Regions from separate parts of the Anser cygnoides genome. Here region 2 is linked to region 1. A link is a contact called in public Hi-C data. All regions are on one chromosome and are shown on one strand. Each heading gives the region's core, a stretch centred on a gene start, on an enhancer-like site or on the middle of the called end of the contact. The rest is flanking DNA. Distances are from core to core; before and after follow the strand shown. Region 1 overlaps ITPK1 (inositol-tetrakisphosphate 1-kinase). Region 2 holds the start of ITPK1 (inositol-tetrakisphosphate 1-kinase).

Region 1 (6,701 bases), core at 2,158-4,657:
ACAAAGCTAAGTCTGCTCTGCCCTCTTGTGTCTTTGTAATATGCTTCTAAATGCACCCCAAATACAGCTGCTTTGTCATAAGAATTGGAATTTTCCCCCTACAGACTTAAAAATAAGATGCAAACCCGTGGATATTCAGATCTGGTTTGATCCTCCAGTGATATGTAAGAGTCAACATATGTTTGAGCTAGATCTGTTCTGCCAGTATTCTACAGACACCGAAATTTCTGAAGTAAAAACAACTTGAGAGTATTTTAATACAGCTCAGAAATACAAGAATAAGCTTAATAGAACATTATAAAGCTGCGGTTTTAGTGAAGCTTTGATTGAAAAATGAAATACCAGAGAAAGCGGCAGGGAAAGGATTCTTGCAAATGATAAAGACTAGGCTGCTGTCTCTCCAAGTCATGGGTTGGCTTAGCTTGGCTAACTCCTTGACATACTGTCATGACCATAGCAGAAGTAACAAGTCCAAAGCTATGAAAAGTTTACAGAGATTAAAGTGATTCTGAAGGGCAAAAAGAATATCATGTAGTGATTTAAATTAAGATACCTCCAAAATAAAGTTCAGCTGCATGCTAAAAAAAGAACCTGCCAGCTTGTCTGGGTGTTTGGTTGATGTTTTTTGTTGTTGTTGTTGAAAATGAATTTAGGAGGCAGGGGTGAGCTGGAAGTTCAGATTTCCTCCCCTTATTGTATTAGGAGAAAAAGATGTTGTACCGGCCATGCATCCTCTCTATCCCCATAGGAGCAGAGTGCACTAGTGCAAACTGGTGGCAGCTACAGTGAAGCACAGTTTACTGAAAATCTCCATTTATTTTTAAAGAGGCTTAAGCGTCTTCAAATCACCGAACCAACTATTCTATTAAAGAGTGGCTTTTCCCACTAAAGTAGGAAGTTTAGAGTTTGATAAGGTCTGCTATAAATCTTTCAGTTAGCTTAAGGCTTAACATTTGCTCTGTGAGTGTTTGATAGTGACTGACCTGAGCCAGTCCTGATTTTGACAGGTTGGTTTTCTACTTATCTTAATGGGTGTTTACAGCAGAGACCAGCGCTATTCAGGAGGAGCTTTGTCACTTCTCCGCGTAGAGCATTGTGTGAAGAGCCCGTGCATCCTGTTTCTTCGGAAATAATCCTGGTAGCCTTTCCAGCCACAGAGAGCAACTCAGGCAGAGCTGTGCTCTATTGTGCTTCCACAGAATTAGGGGATCACACCGCCAGGTGCTTTGGGCCAAGTCTGTCGCATTGCCAGGGGATTCCAGGCCTCCTCTTGTGCTCTTTTAACAAACTGTTTCCTCCCTCCTGTTACAGAAATTCACTGCAGGAACTCCTTTTACCCTTCTCTTTTCCTCATTGATGTACCCCTCCTTTGGTGCTCCTCGTGTCTTCTGGGGCTAAACAAAGATGCTGCTGCTAAAGAGGCAGTACGGAGCCTGTCCAGGAGATAAAATAATCCTGAGTAAACGCCTTTTGTTTTTCCAGTAACTTTCTCAGGATTTTGGTTGCTGATGTTCAGACCAAAGCTTCAAACAGGTAGTTTGTTTAGGTGGTGTAATGACCTCAGTAGCGTCAAAAAGTCTTTTCCCTGAAACTCTCCTTAATCTAGCTTTGTAGAGCACCCCCTCACCAAGGATAGGTGAAGCCTTCTCCCCACTTTGCAAATGGAAACTCTGAGATAGGACATGCGTGGTGGTCAGGGTCTCATGGCAAAGGGCTGATGGCAAGGGGCTGAGAATAAATACCTGTTCCTCAGTGTGTCTGCTCTGCTTCCTAATCCCTAGGTTAGAGACAGTGAAGGATGGTGAATTACTATGTAGGGACACATGTTGAGACTATAAATCTGAAGTTTAATAGGCAATGGCATCCTCGTGGTTTTGTTCCTAGCCACAGGTTTTGTGCTTTCCTCACAGAAAATCTGTGACCATGAACTGTGTTTTTTTTAAATCCTTTTCTGAAGAAGTGCAGTTTTTTGATTTATGAATGCAGAGCATTGGAGCTGCAATTTGTTATTTGCTGTTTTATCTCTCCAAAGTTGTAAAGACCACAGAAATCTGAATAGGAAAATATGTTTCTGTTCATTTGTTCTTAGGGTTTATTTTTTTCCACAGCGATCCACAGCTGTCCTCTGCACTTCCCAACTTTTTATAGTGCAAGGACTACCTACCCTTATTGAAAACCATCCAGAGACTTGTACAGCGCTGTCACAGTGGTTTCTGTTTATTATCACTTAAGATTTGCTTAAACTAGGAACAGACATGTATTACTGTTAGTTTTCCTTTATCTGTTTTGCCTACCTGCTGCATGGGAGTGTGTGTTCAGTGCTGGGTTTCTTGCGCCTTCTTCCTTTGAGGGTTTGGGTATTTTGTAATCGTTTTGCAGTCTGTCTGCAGGCCACCAACGATGCACAGGGCCTGGGTAGGGGACCACTGCTCAACATCTCTTGTTTGGGCAAGTCTCAGGCAATGTCAGCCAATTCTCACTGCCAGAAAACTTACTTTTTCCCCAACCAGTTCTCAGTCTGCATCTTCCACATCTTCGCATCCCATTGCCCCTGTCACTATCGTTAAACCTCATCTATAATAATCCCCTCCATGGCACCAACACCTAGCTATGAATACTCTTTCACCTCTCTCCTGTTGTTTAGCAGTGCTAATCGTGCCATACACTAGCCTTCATCAGTCGGGTGTTCCTCCTTCATCCTCAAGTTGCCCCGTTGGAGTGGAGCACTGCTCTGACAAAGCTCAGGCCAGAGTAGGCCCGGCTGGGAAGAACAGAAGAACAGAAACGATGGTTAAAAAAGATCAGCATAGAGAAGAAATGGGGATGGGGATGAGAGGAAATGCAGAAAGTAAAATATCAAGGAGAGAGGGAGCACCCTGTGAGATCAGATACTCTTGAAGAAAAGGGAGAAGAAATTAAAGAAAATACAGAAAGCAGACACTGCAAAGTATGTGCCAAGACATACAATAAAGATAAGGACAAAGATGGCGGTGGGGACACAGTGACAACATTTTGACCTTGCATTTAATGATGATGTGTTGTTTCTAACAACAAGAATGCTACAGATACGTTTGGTAGTTGTCTGAAGTGGGAGCCGAACCCTCTCCCTGTCTGAGTAGCCTTTCCTCATTGCCAGCTCTGGATTTGACGTGGCCCACCTGCAGTTCTGTCGCAGTTTCCAAGGGCAGGCCTCTGACAGACTACCAGGCAGTTGGAAAAATAAAGAAATACCACTCTGTAAATGTGCCCTATAAAAATATATAGCCTCTTTTATCACAGCGTTCCTCTGACATACGAAGAGATTTTTCTTCCTGATGTCTTCAGTTCCAAAGACTGCATGAAGATGGGGCCAGTAACGACGGTTGTCTGCTAATCGCGCGCCTCAGTGTGCGCGCCCGCTGTGAGGGAGGAAGGGCCTGAGTTTTACTGTCAGATCCAAACTGGAGAGCATAGAAATTGCATTTGTAATAATCTCTCGAGAACTAAGGGCACTTGTACATCTCCACAGACAGAAGGCGAGCTAGTCTTTTCCAAGCGTGCTGTTTTACGTGTCTCTTCTAGTCAGGCACATCCCAAAGCGCAGCTGCGAGCTGAGGGAGTCGTGGTGGTGGAGGCTCTGGGCTGGGTCAGCTCGGTGGCCTGACCCACCGAAACGGGCCCTTCTGTGAGTGTAAGGCAGCTGTGTGGAAGGGTGCCACGTCTAGTGGCACGCAATAGTTCTCAGAGGGCTTTTAGAGAAGGGTTAAGTCCTCACTAGGTCTCTGTCATGCAAATAGGAGTAGTGCTTGTCTTCAGGCTGGAGGGTTAGTGTCAACACGAAGAGTCAGTGGTGGGGCCAGGCTCTTGTTCTCACCTCTGGACTGTTATGGTCATTTGTTTGTATATTTAGTGTTGTCCTTTTGGTACTGGTTCCCCGTGGTGACCGGTCACTACAGGTTTGTGAAGGGGCAGTGACAGCAGCCAAGTGTCCGGCACCCAACTGGCACTCGGTAGGATCCTGCTGTAGCTGCTGACGCCGGGGGGAGGCGAAGGGAAGGTTAAAGGTGCCTGTTTGCACTTGGTGGATTGTACGGGCTGATTTCATGCTGGTGAACCACTACAGAGATTGAGCCTCAGCCATGGAATTAGGTCTGTCCTGGACCTCAGGGCAGAGAAGGTGTGCTGAGACTGCAGTCACTCTGCTAGCGGGAGCCTGGTGATGAGAGAGCTTCAGAGTGTGTTTGCCACCTGGAGAAGGAAGAAGGGATCACTACTGACAGCTGGAGGGCTTTTTTTAAACTGACAGCTACCTTCAGAATTGCAGTGTGTGCAATTAAACTCAGAGCAGCACTTCCTAGCTGTAGGCTGTACTGAAACCTTGGATTGAGTGAGGGTTTGTTTGTCCTCGGGTCTGGCCGTGAATTAAGAGTCTGGTTTAGAGGCTTTAGTGGGCTAGAATTGCCTTCTTGGTGGAGAAAATGCCATTGCTGTGCAAAGTCAACAGGAGCACTTTGAGATGCTAAGAGTCTTCTCTGCTTGCTTTTGTTGATCCAGGTGGTCTTTTCTAAGTACAAAGTCAAAGAGATTACTGTTTGCTCCTTCCTTCATCTCCCCATGCAAGTGTCCTGTAATTGGCAGGAACACCGAAACCTCCCTGTCTCCGACTGCTGTTTGCTTGGGAAGTGAGGTGGAACCGTACATCCCTCTGCATTTGCACTCTGAAGGCAAAGTTATTTGTGAGCCCTAAGCATATGGGTAGGAGAGCTGCCAAGGCAAAGTTGTTCCCAAGTATCTGTAAACTAAATCTGATTCCTTAAATTCATCCAGCTAAGGAACTTTAGCTCTGGCAAAGGCTTGTAAATATTCCAGTACCTGTCACTTTTGGGTGCTGCTTTCTGTTTTCATACCAGTGAAGTGAAAACTTTGAAGTCTGGGATGTTTTGTTTAGCTTTTTAGAGGTTGACCTCAAAGTATCAATCCTTCTGCTCTGTTTAGGATGTATGAAAATAGACTTTTCTTTTTGCAGAAAACTTCTGGCAGCAACAGTGTTGCTAGTGTCCTGAGTTCTTGTATGTTCTCAGAACACTGAAGCAGGTATTGAGATATGTATACCAAAATACAGAGTTTTTTCTGTTAGTGTTGGAATTTCCCCTTCTGTATGAGAGAAAATGCATAAGCATATTCTTAAAATGAAGTAACAAGCATTTAAACGATGCTTATAAAGTAGTTTCTGGATGTGCAGCACTCTGAGAGTATATGGTTAGTTTTGCTGGGGTTTTAGTTTACATGTGCTTTTCACTTTCTGTACCATCTGCACAGCATAGCCTCCACCTGTTTGGATTCTCCGTGCTCACTGGGGTAGATATGGATGGTACTAAGTCCTGTTTTGCTTATTTTCGAGACAAGTTGCTGGTTGATGCAAATCTGTGGCTTGAGTTTGCTAGGCAAATGATGTTCCCATCATTTTTACTTGTCTCCAGTTGCTTCTTGGAGCAAGGTGTCACGCTGCGTCCCTTGAAATAAGACTTACAAGTGAGTTTTGGCAGACCCATTCTGAATTGTGGTTCTGTACTGCGCAGCTAACTTGAGTTATAACTAATTTGTGACTCCATAGTTAAAACTTTTTTTAAAGGGTAAAACCCTTTACCGAAAGGGTTATTAAGCATTGGAACAGGCTGCCCAGGGAGGTGGTGGAGTCACCATCCCTGGAGGTCTTTAAAAGACGTTTAGATGTAGAGCTTAGGGATATGGTTTAGTAGAGTACTTAGTGTTAGGTCGGAGGTTGGACTCGATGATCTTGAGGTCTCTTCCAACCTAGAGAAATCTGTGAATCTGTGAAACTCTGTGGACACAATATTTTTAAGACTGTGCTCACTGACAAGTTAATTTCAATGGTTGCTCCTGCTTGGGTGATGTCCTTGGTTTGAATATGTCAATGTGTGCAAAGCTTTTGTCTTTGGGCTCACTAACCTGTCCCAGAGCTGTGGCTGAAGCCAAAGTTCTCTTTGCACTTGAAATCACAATCCAACTCTCTTGAGAGGTGGAGATTTATGACTGAGCACTTTGAGTCCTACAGTGCTTTCCACACATTCCTGCTGCATGCGTAGAGGAATCAAAGTTCTCCCACAGCAAACAGGACGTGAGTCCTAGAGCATTTCAACCTACTGAATCACTAATAGGGCCGAGTTTTGACTGCAGCCATCCCACAACCTCAATTGAACAAGCAAGACATCAGCAGAAACACCCTGGACCAGAACTGCTCTATTCAATTTTACCATGGTTCCTTTGTTGTTTTTTTTTTTTTTTCTTTTTTTTTTTTCCCTCTCTAATCAAAGGCCAATGAACAGTTTTGCCAAGGTGTCTCAGTGGAAAGAGGTGCTCTGACTCTGGCCTTGCCAGACCAGATGGTTACTGCTTTCATGACAGGGATGTCTCAATGGACAGTGGGATGTACTGCATGTCTGGCACCTTGGCTGAAAGAAACCCACACTGGAATCTGCCACCTGAGTGGCCCTACAGTAACGATTGCTTTGGGAGGCTCCCTGTTCCAACCACACTTGCTGACCATACAGGTTTTTGTAAAATGCCTTTGAAAATGTGACTTGAAGGTATAATATTAAGAACTAAGATCCCAGCTGCTTTTTACTTTCTTGGTTACATCTTGTGCAGCTACATATTCCTAAGTGGGTGATGGTTTTTGCCTGCCTGCCTGTGAAGATGTG
Region 2 (6,701 bases), core at 1,884-4,383, 120 kb before region 1:
TTGATTTCCAGCTAGCAAGGCTAATCCCCCTGTGCTGTCTGCACGGACAATAGGCCATTCAGAGAGAGGGAGCTGGGCTGAATCAGCCACTAGAGGGGCCTCCCTCCCGTGACCGGCTGTACAGGAGCGCTACAGGGGCTGGCTGAAGTTTGCGTCTCTACTAGAGTTAGGCACTGTGATTTGGAATACAAAAATCAGAAATGAGCTTTCATCCCTGAGTACTGACTTTCACTGGCTTGTCACTGAAAAGCTGCCGGTCCAGAGTACATTTGGACGTTTCCAGACAACAGCAGAGTTTTGCCAGATTTTAGGCAAAAACCAACCACAAACCGGAAAAGCTCTGCTTCCCTCACAGGCGTCCTCTACTAACCACTGCCAAAGAGGTCACATCTGGCCTTCTTACCAATCTTGCAGTAACGAATCTGTTGTGGATGTGGCAGAGGGCTGAGCAAATGGCAGCCCACCATGCTTCTCGTTCACGTCTCTCCAGCTGCCTCACTGGTGAGGACCAGCCCCAACGCTGTGCAACACCAGGGCTCTCCTTTACGTCCCTCAAAGCCAAGGAGAAGCTGCAGCGCGGTCTGTGCAGGGTTTTGTCGTGCTCCCTCCTGCCTAGAGACATGTTCCAGCAGTGCCTTGTCAGCACGTCACCCGACCCGGTGGTAGGACTGGCTGGAGAAAGCGAAGGCCTCTCCTGGCACTGAAGGCTCAGCCCTTCCTCTTGGCTATCTGCAGCAGAGTCACATCTGCCCTGCAGACAGAAAGGGCGTTAAAAGAAAACAGAAAAAAGCTAAAATGCAGGCAGTGAAAATAGCATCACCTTCTTTTTTCCACTCACTGTTAAAGATCCAGTCGTGACTTCTGCCAGGTGATGAGACAATCGTTCTTAATCATTCATTGAGAAAATATACTTCAATAACTAGCGAAACGAATGGAGATGCCTCATCTTATTCCAAAGTGAACTCCCATGGAATTTCTCTGACTTGTACCACGTGGCAAGTGTCCAACCTCATCTGAGCCCCTGTATGTGTTGAAAGGGACAGAAGATAAGGTGTGAGAGGTTCCACCTAAAACAAGGAAACCTGCTTTGACCTGCAGCTGAAGCTAAGATGAAGAGGAAGATAGTTCTGACTGCTGGAGGGCTTGAGATCTTAATCAGCCCTCACCCCTTTAATTAGCATGAAGCAGCTCATGAGTTGCAGCTTACAGCATCAGGCCGTAGAAAATCGCAGGAATAATCAGCCTGCTCCTGATCAGGAATTGGGTAAACATTACCCTGGGGCTTCGTGTGGTCACAGGTTTGGCATTGCCTGAACTGGCTCTGCAATGTAAACAGAGGATTGTAATGTATTTAGCAACATTATGCAGCAAAGCACAGTGCAGTGGCTCACCATTTGAAATATATTTCTCACGTCTGAAATTGTTCAAGGGTTAAGATTTAAAAAAAAAAAAAAAGGCTGTTTGAAAGGGATTTAAAGCTTTCTCTTTTCTAGGATTGAATCTCGTCTCTGATATATGTCATTTAATTTTGCCTAAACTGGAGCAAAACAAATTCCTACTCTGTAGCTCCTGTTTCATTTCTATAAGAGCCAAGAATGCTTAACACCTCTGAAAACCTGCTCTCCCATATCTGGAAAGAAGTTCATAAATCTTTCTGTCTCTGCAGACTGTGATTTAAATTGGTCTGAAACTGACATTTCTTAAAGAAAAAAAAAAATCAGAAAGAAATCATTTAGGAAGATGGCTTCAATTATATCATGTTTCAATGCATCCATATTCCATTATGATATAAATATGAATCTTGAGCTTAATATGCTAACACAAATCATAATAAAGTCTAAAAATAAAGCCAGTGAAGCGATAGCTGAAATAAAGCATTGATTTGAAAAGCGAAAACAAACTGTTTCAGGATTCTTACTTTATTTTGACAATGTCTGATTAAGCCTTGTATTGAGTTACACATTTTCCTGAAGTTACCATGCTTTCTTGAAGTGTATAAACGTCAGTGAAACATTTTGCAGCAGAAACCGTGCTACCAACATCCATCTACTGGTTCCAATTATATTTATGAACTGTGCAAAAATACGTGAATATGACTCAGATCGTGTGCTCCAAAAAAATGAAGGTTATGCCGCATTAGCGGCAAATAATTTGATTAGCTGAAGTAGAAAAATAAACATTTATCATTCAAAGCCCCTGCAAATGGACAAGGAGTACTACTTTATAGGTTTTCCAACAACTTCAGTGTGAGCTGCTTGTAGGCGACTCCACTCCCCGCACACTTTCACATATACCCTTGGCTTAGGATGACTTCACTGTTAATGTAAATAACGAAAGGAATGTAGAACGGTCTCTACCTACTCCCCGGGTCAATGACCCCCTTCATGTTTCTTAAGGCTTCCCTGGCTTTACCCCTTCCTTCCCTCGAGCGGAGGTTTCTGACGAAGCCGCGAGGCCGCGCTCGCCGCGGCCCCGTGAGTCAGCAGCCAGGGCCGCGCGGGGCTCCTGCGGCACGGCCCGAGGGCATCACCCCCGCCCCAGGTGCTGCCAAGCCCCCGCGAAGGGAGTACTCCTCCGCCCCCGAAGAGAGAAAACCTAAACCGAAACGCAAGTCACCCCGCGAGCGTTCGGGCTGGGTGATATTCGTTTCAGACGGAGGGGAGAAAGAAGGGATGGAAAATAATGCTCGGGCCGTGAGGTGCCGCAGTAACTCAGACGGAGAGGTTCTTCAGCTGGAATCAAAGGCAGAGCAGCTGCCAAGGCATTTAGGAACGCGCCCCTCAAAATAAAAGGGGGGGGGGGGGGGAGGAATGCCAGCTCGTGCTGGTGCTCAACCAGCATGAAAAAAAAGAAGTTAAAGAAGAAATTGTTGTTACTGAAAGTTCTGCGTAAACCCTTCCAGACGCTTGCCAAGTGCTGGCAGAAGGCAGGCCCTCGGCTGTGCGGCGAGAACTCACGCCTTTACTTATTTTAGTTATTTTTCCCGAGAAGGACGCGGCTCCGCCGCCACAACGCCCCCGGCAGCTGCGGGCACCTCGGCCCCGGCACCCGCACCGGGGGCTGCGGGGCGGGCCCGGCCGGGCCGCCCGGGGCGGGGCCGGGGCCGGGGCCGGGGCGGAGGGAGGGACGAGGAGGAGGAGGAGGAGGAAGTGGAGGCGGTTGCGAATAGCGGGCAAATGGGGAGCTGAGCGGCTGCAGCAGCACCGCGCAGCAGCAGCAGCAGTACCAGCAGCAGCAGCAGCGGCGGCGGAGCCGAGCCGGCAGCGGGGTCCGTGCAGGCGGGGTCCGTGCAGGGGGGCGGCCCGGGCTCGGCACGGTTCGGCTCGGGGGCAGCGGTTTCGTGCCGGCTGGGCTCCGCTTGGCTCGACTCGGCAGCGCTGGGCTGGGCTGGGCTCCGGCTGGCGGCAGGGGCACGCCGTGGCCCGGCCGGGCTCGCTGCCCGCCGTGCGGGGCAGGGCCTGCCGCGGCCGGCTCGCTGCGGCGGCGCGGTGCCGGGTCCTCCCTCGGCAGAGCCGTCTGATTGCTCTCCCTTTCTCTCTCTCTTTTATTTTTTATTTTAAATTTAAAGCCGTCGCTCCGCAGACGCCGAGTGCGAGCAGCAGCAGCAGCAGCAGCCGCCGGGGCGCCCGGGAGCAGCGCGCCCGGCACCATGCAGACCTTCCTCAAGGGGAAGCGGGTGGGCTACTGGCTGAGCGAGAAGAAGATCAGGAAGCTCAATTTCCAGGCCTTCGCCGAGCTCTGCCGGTAAGCGGGCGGCACGGCGCCGGGGCCGGGGCCTGCGCCCTCCCGGGCGGCTGCGGGGCGCGTTGGGGCCGCCCCAGAGCCCTGCCCGGCCCTCGGTCGGGGCTCGGCGGCTCCCGCAGCCCGGCCGGCCCCGGGGCGAGCCCGAGGAGCGGGGGTAACTTCCCGCCCTGCGTGTCCCGGCCCCTCGGGAGCCCGGGTTGAGCTGGGACGTGGAGGGGGCGGCTGGAGCGGGGTAGCTGTGGCTGGCGTGCTCCCCGAGGTGCGCGGCGCTTTGGGAAGCTGTAATTGGGCTTCATCGGGGGAGCTGAGAGGATCTCACACACGGTGCGTTGCACAACCAGTTTTATTATCGAAGTGTAAGCGTGAACTTCATGTGGGTCCAAGGTCTCGTGACACATGCGTTATAGCCTCTGAAGAACAGTTTTGTCTTATTTCATTCCATTACTACATTTATATCAAGGATACAAAATAAACTTCGATAATTGAAAATGTCCTAAGTCACCATCTTTATAATTTCTGCAAAGTCTGCTCAGAGTTTGCAGAATACATTTTATAAGACTTCAGGTACGCTTTATTAAGGCACGTCGTGCTAAAAACAGCAGTGCCCGCATTCTGAATTCCTGCTGGCAGCACTGGCTCTTCTCTGCAAAGACGAAGGAGGCACAAGAAGCAGGAAACTATTTTGAGAAAGTAGCAGAAGCTTTTGCATCAGCCTGTGTTCTTGGCGTTCTGTATCTGCTCAGTCAAACCTCAGCAAAACTTACCAGATTTTCTTAAAATATAGAAAGGACCGCAAGCTCTGGTTTAATGTCTTTTTAAATTTCATGTGGTTCTCCAAACAAAATACTTCCGAAAGAGCGATGCCAAGTTCTGGGCCTGCCTAAGAGATTTTTTTTGTGATGCTCGAAAATACGCTTTAACCTCTAATAAGTGTTAGAGAAATGTTGTTGTTAGGGCCTTGATGTTGGGTATAGGTTGGATTTCATAAGCAGAAACTAAGAGGAATCTTAGAAAGTACATAGCTGGTTTCTCATAGTTATTTGCTTTTCATTCCTGGCATCATATGCGGTACTTTATGTTTAGGAATCTCCAAAGATGACTTTCTGTCCTCCGCTGTTCTTGTTTCTCTTTTTGACTGTATGCCTTGCTTTACTTTCTCTACTTCAGAAATTCTTTATGCTTATGTTTCATAACATAGATACACAATTTCTTTGTGTATTGTACAAATTTATTAATAGTTTTAAGTCCTGGCAGTGCTATGAAAATTGACCCCAAAGTGTCTCTCTTGCTACGCTTTCCCAATTTTGTGATGCAAATTAGGCTACCGTACTCTGTACAAGCTAAGCTTGCTTTAAATACCATTTGCAGATGTTGGATAGATTATGTCCATTTGATCATGCTTCAATTATTTTATTTTAAAAGGCATTTAGTATTAGTCTGTTTTTAGAAGCGGAGTTAAGTGCTGGGTTTAAAGATCAATGCAGTTGCTGGAGTAAGTTGCTTGGTCGTCCATCCTGGTAACTTCCATTGATACCAGCGGGAGGCCATGTTCATTTAGGCAAAGATTTTGTGTATTTTATGAATAATATCTACTTGATTACTTGTGTATTTATATGATTTTATTGCGGCAGAAAAAGTAGTGCCAAGCTCAACATACATCTTACCAGAAATATTGTGCATAGTAGGAAATAAGGCAAGTGTACTCATTCCTGTACAGTGATTCATGCGTTAGAGTGGACTATGTGTCTGTCTGTCTACTCTATGTATTTTATGGTGACTGTTACTGGGATTTTATTTGCCTGTTGCCTAGGGATATACTTTCTGGATGACTACAAAGTTCAGTTTTGTTTGTACGAGTTTGCAGTGAAGCAGTTATATAACCCAGGAAAGTAACAGAAGACGCCTAATGAACTCCTCAAGTGTGCTGTTTTTAGACCCAGAGTATTGTTGGGATAAGAAAAGTCTTCAATTTTTTGCAGTCTGCCAGCGCAGCCAGTTCTAGCGTGAGGCACCGGTGCCATAGAGGGATTAGGGACAGACATTTCAAAACCAGCTTGAGCCATCCTCTGGGAGACGGTCTAAGTGCTGAACCGCTTTCATAGGAGTGGTTTCAGGTTTTGTCTCCAGCAGCACTCCAGAACTGAAACACTATGAAAGACGCTAGCTGAAACAAGATGTGAGTGAGCGTGAGTGCACCAGCAATGAAGGTGCTGCTCTGGGGGCACAGGCAGCCCTGTCTTCAGGTCTGTGCTCCGCAGAGACTGGGCAGGTCCCTTAATGCTGTCCTGGTGTTTGTATCCAGCTTTGATGTGCAACCTAGGCTAGGGTTTGGTAGGTTTCCCTGTTAAATTTTGGCATCTGAATCCTTCCAAGCAGTTTCGTGAAAAAAAAATTGGAAAAATTGTAGGTGCCTGCTTTCTGTTTTTTTGTTTGTTTTTAATTTTTGCTTCGTGATACAAATCTCAGGTGCGTAGGTCTGGAACAGCCTGTCCTGCCTGAACGCAGTGTCTGGGATGTTTGCCTGAGCTTTGTATTCACAAGGTAACAGGCCTTGTATTGAGGGCCTTTGAGCTCACCTGTGCTTGTGGTCCTCACTGTGGCACACTAGCGGCGTCCTGCCAGGGCTTTATTCTTCACGGAGCGTAACAGCCTTGTCTGTGCCTCCCAGACATAGCCTGAGGAGATGAAAGCAGTGGCTGTGGTGGTATCTGCCTCCACATTTATAGCCCAGGCAGTGGTTCCCAATTTGGGTTGCGTCCCAGCGCAACCCTTAATGCTTCCACAGGGAAGTGCTCAGAGAGTTGCTGACCCAGAGGACAGAGCGCTTGCCTGGGGAAGCCGGGTTTGAGCCTGCAGCTGTTACCTCCCAAGGGAGGCTGAACCTGGGTCAGGGACTGGGCTCGCTCCTGTCCTCCTGGACCTGCCACCACGCCACGGGACAGTCACCCTGCTTGCGT

The links. Hi-C and Micro-C count contacts between places; a contact is called where the count stands out from the background.
Region 2: a Hi-C map of liver shows a contact between it and region 1, with 3 times the contacts expected there. The contact joins the promoter of ITPK1 here to the enhancer-like site in region 1. A contact is called at or near these places in 3 of 7 Hi-C or Micro-C datasets (all in liver).

Annotation. Positions count from the first base shown.
Region 1 is chr5:50,385,472-50,392,172 of Taihu_goose_T2T_genome, reverse strand. The region is part of intron 5 of ITPK1 (inositol-tetrakisphosphate 1-kinase); the gene reads left to right. Among named protein-coding and RNA genes, the nearest start is that of CHGA, 39 kb to the right of the region's middle. Within about 2 kb of position 3,407, at least 1 of the 3 cell types and tissues checked has open chromatin away from gene starts, as enhancers often do. A contact at or near this core is called in liver, where this site is marked.
Region 2 is chr5:50,502,035-50,508,735 of Taihu_goose_T2T_genome, reverse strand. ITPK1 (inositol-tetrakisphosphate 1-kinase) reads left to right here and starts at 3,133. Exons shown (of 11, transcript XM_048070357.2): 1 at 3,133-3,268; 2 at 3,569-3,744. The coding sequence starts at 3,650.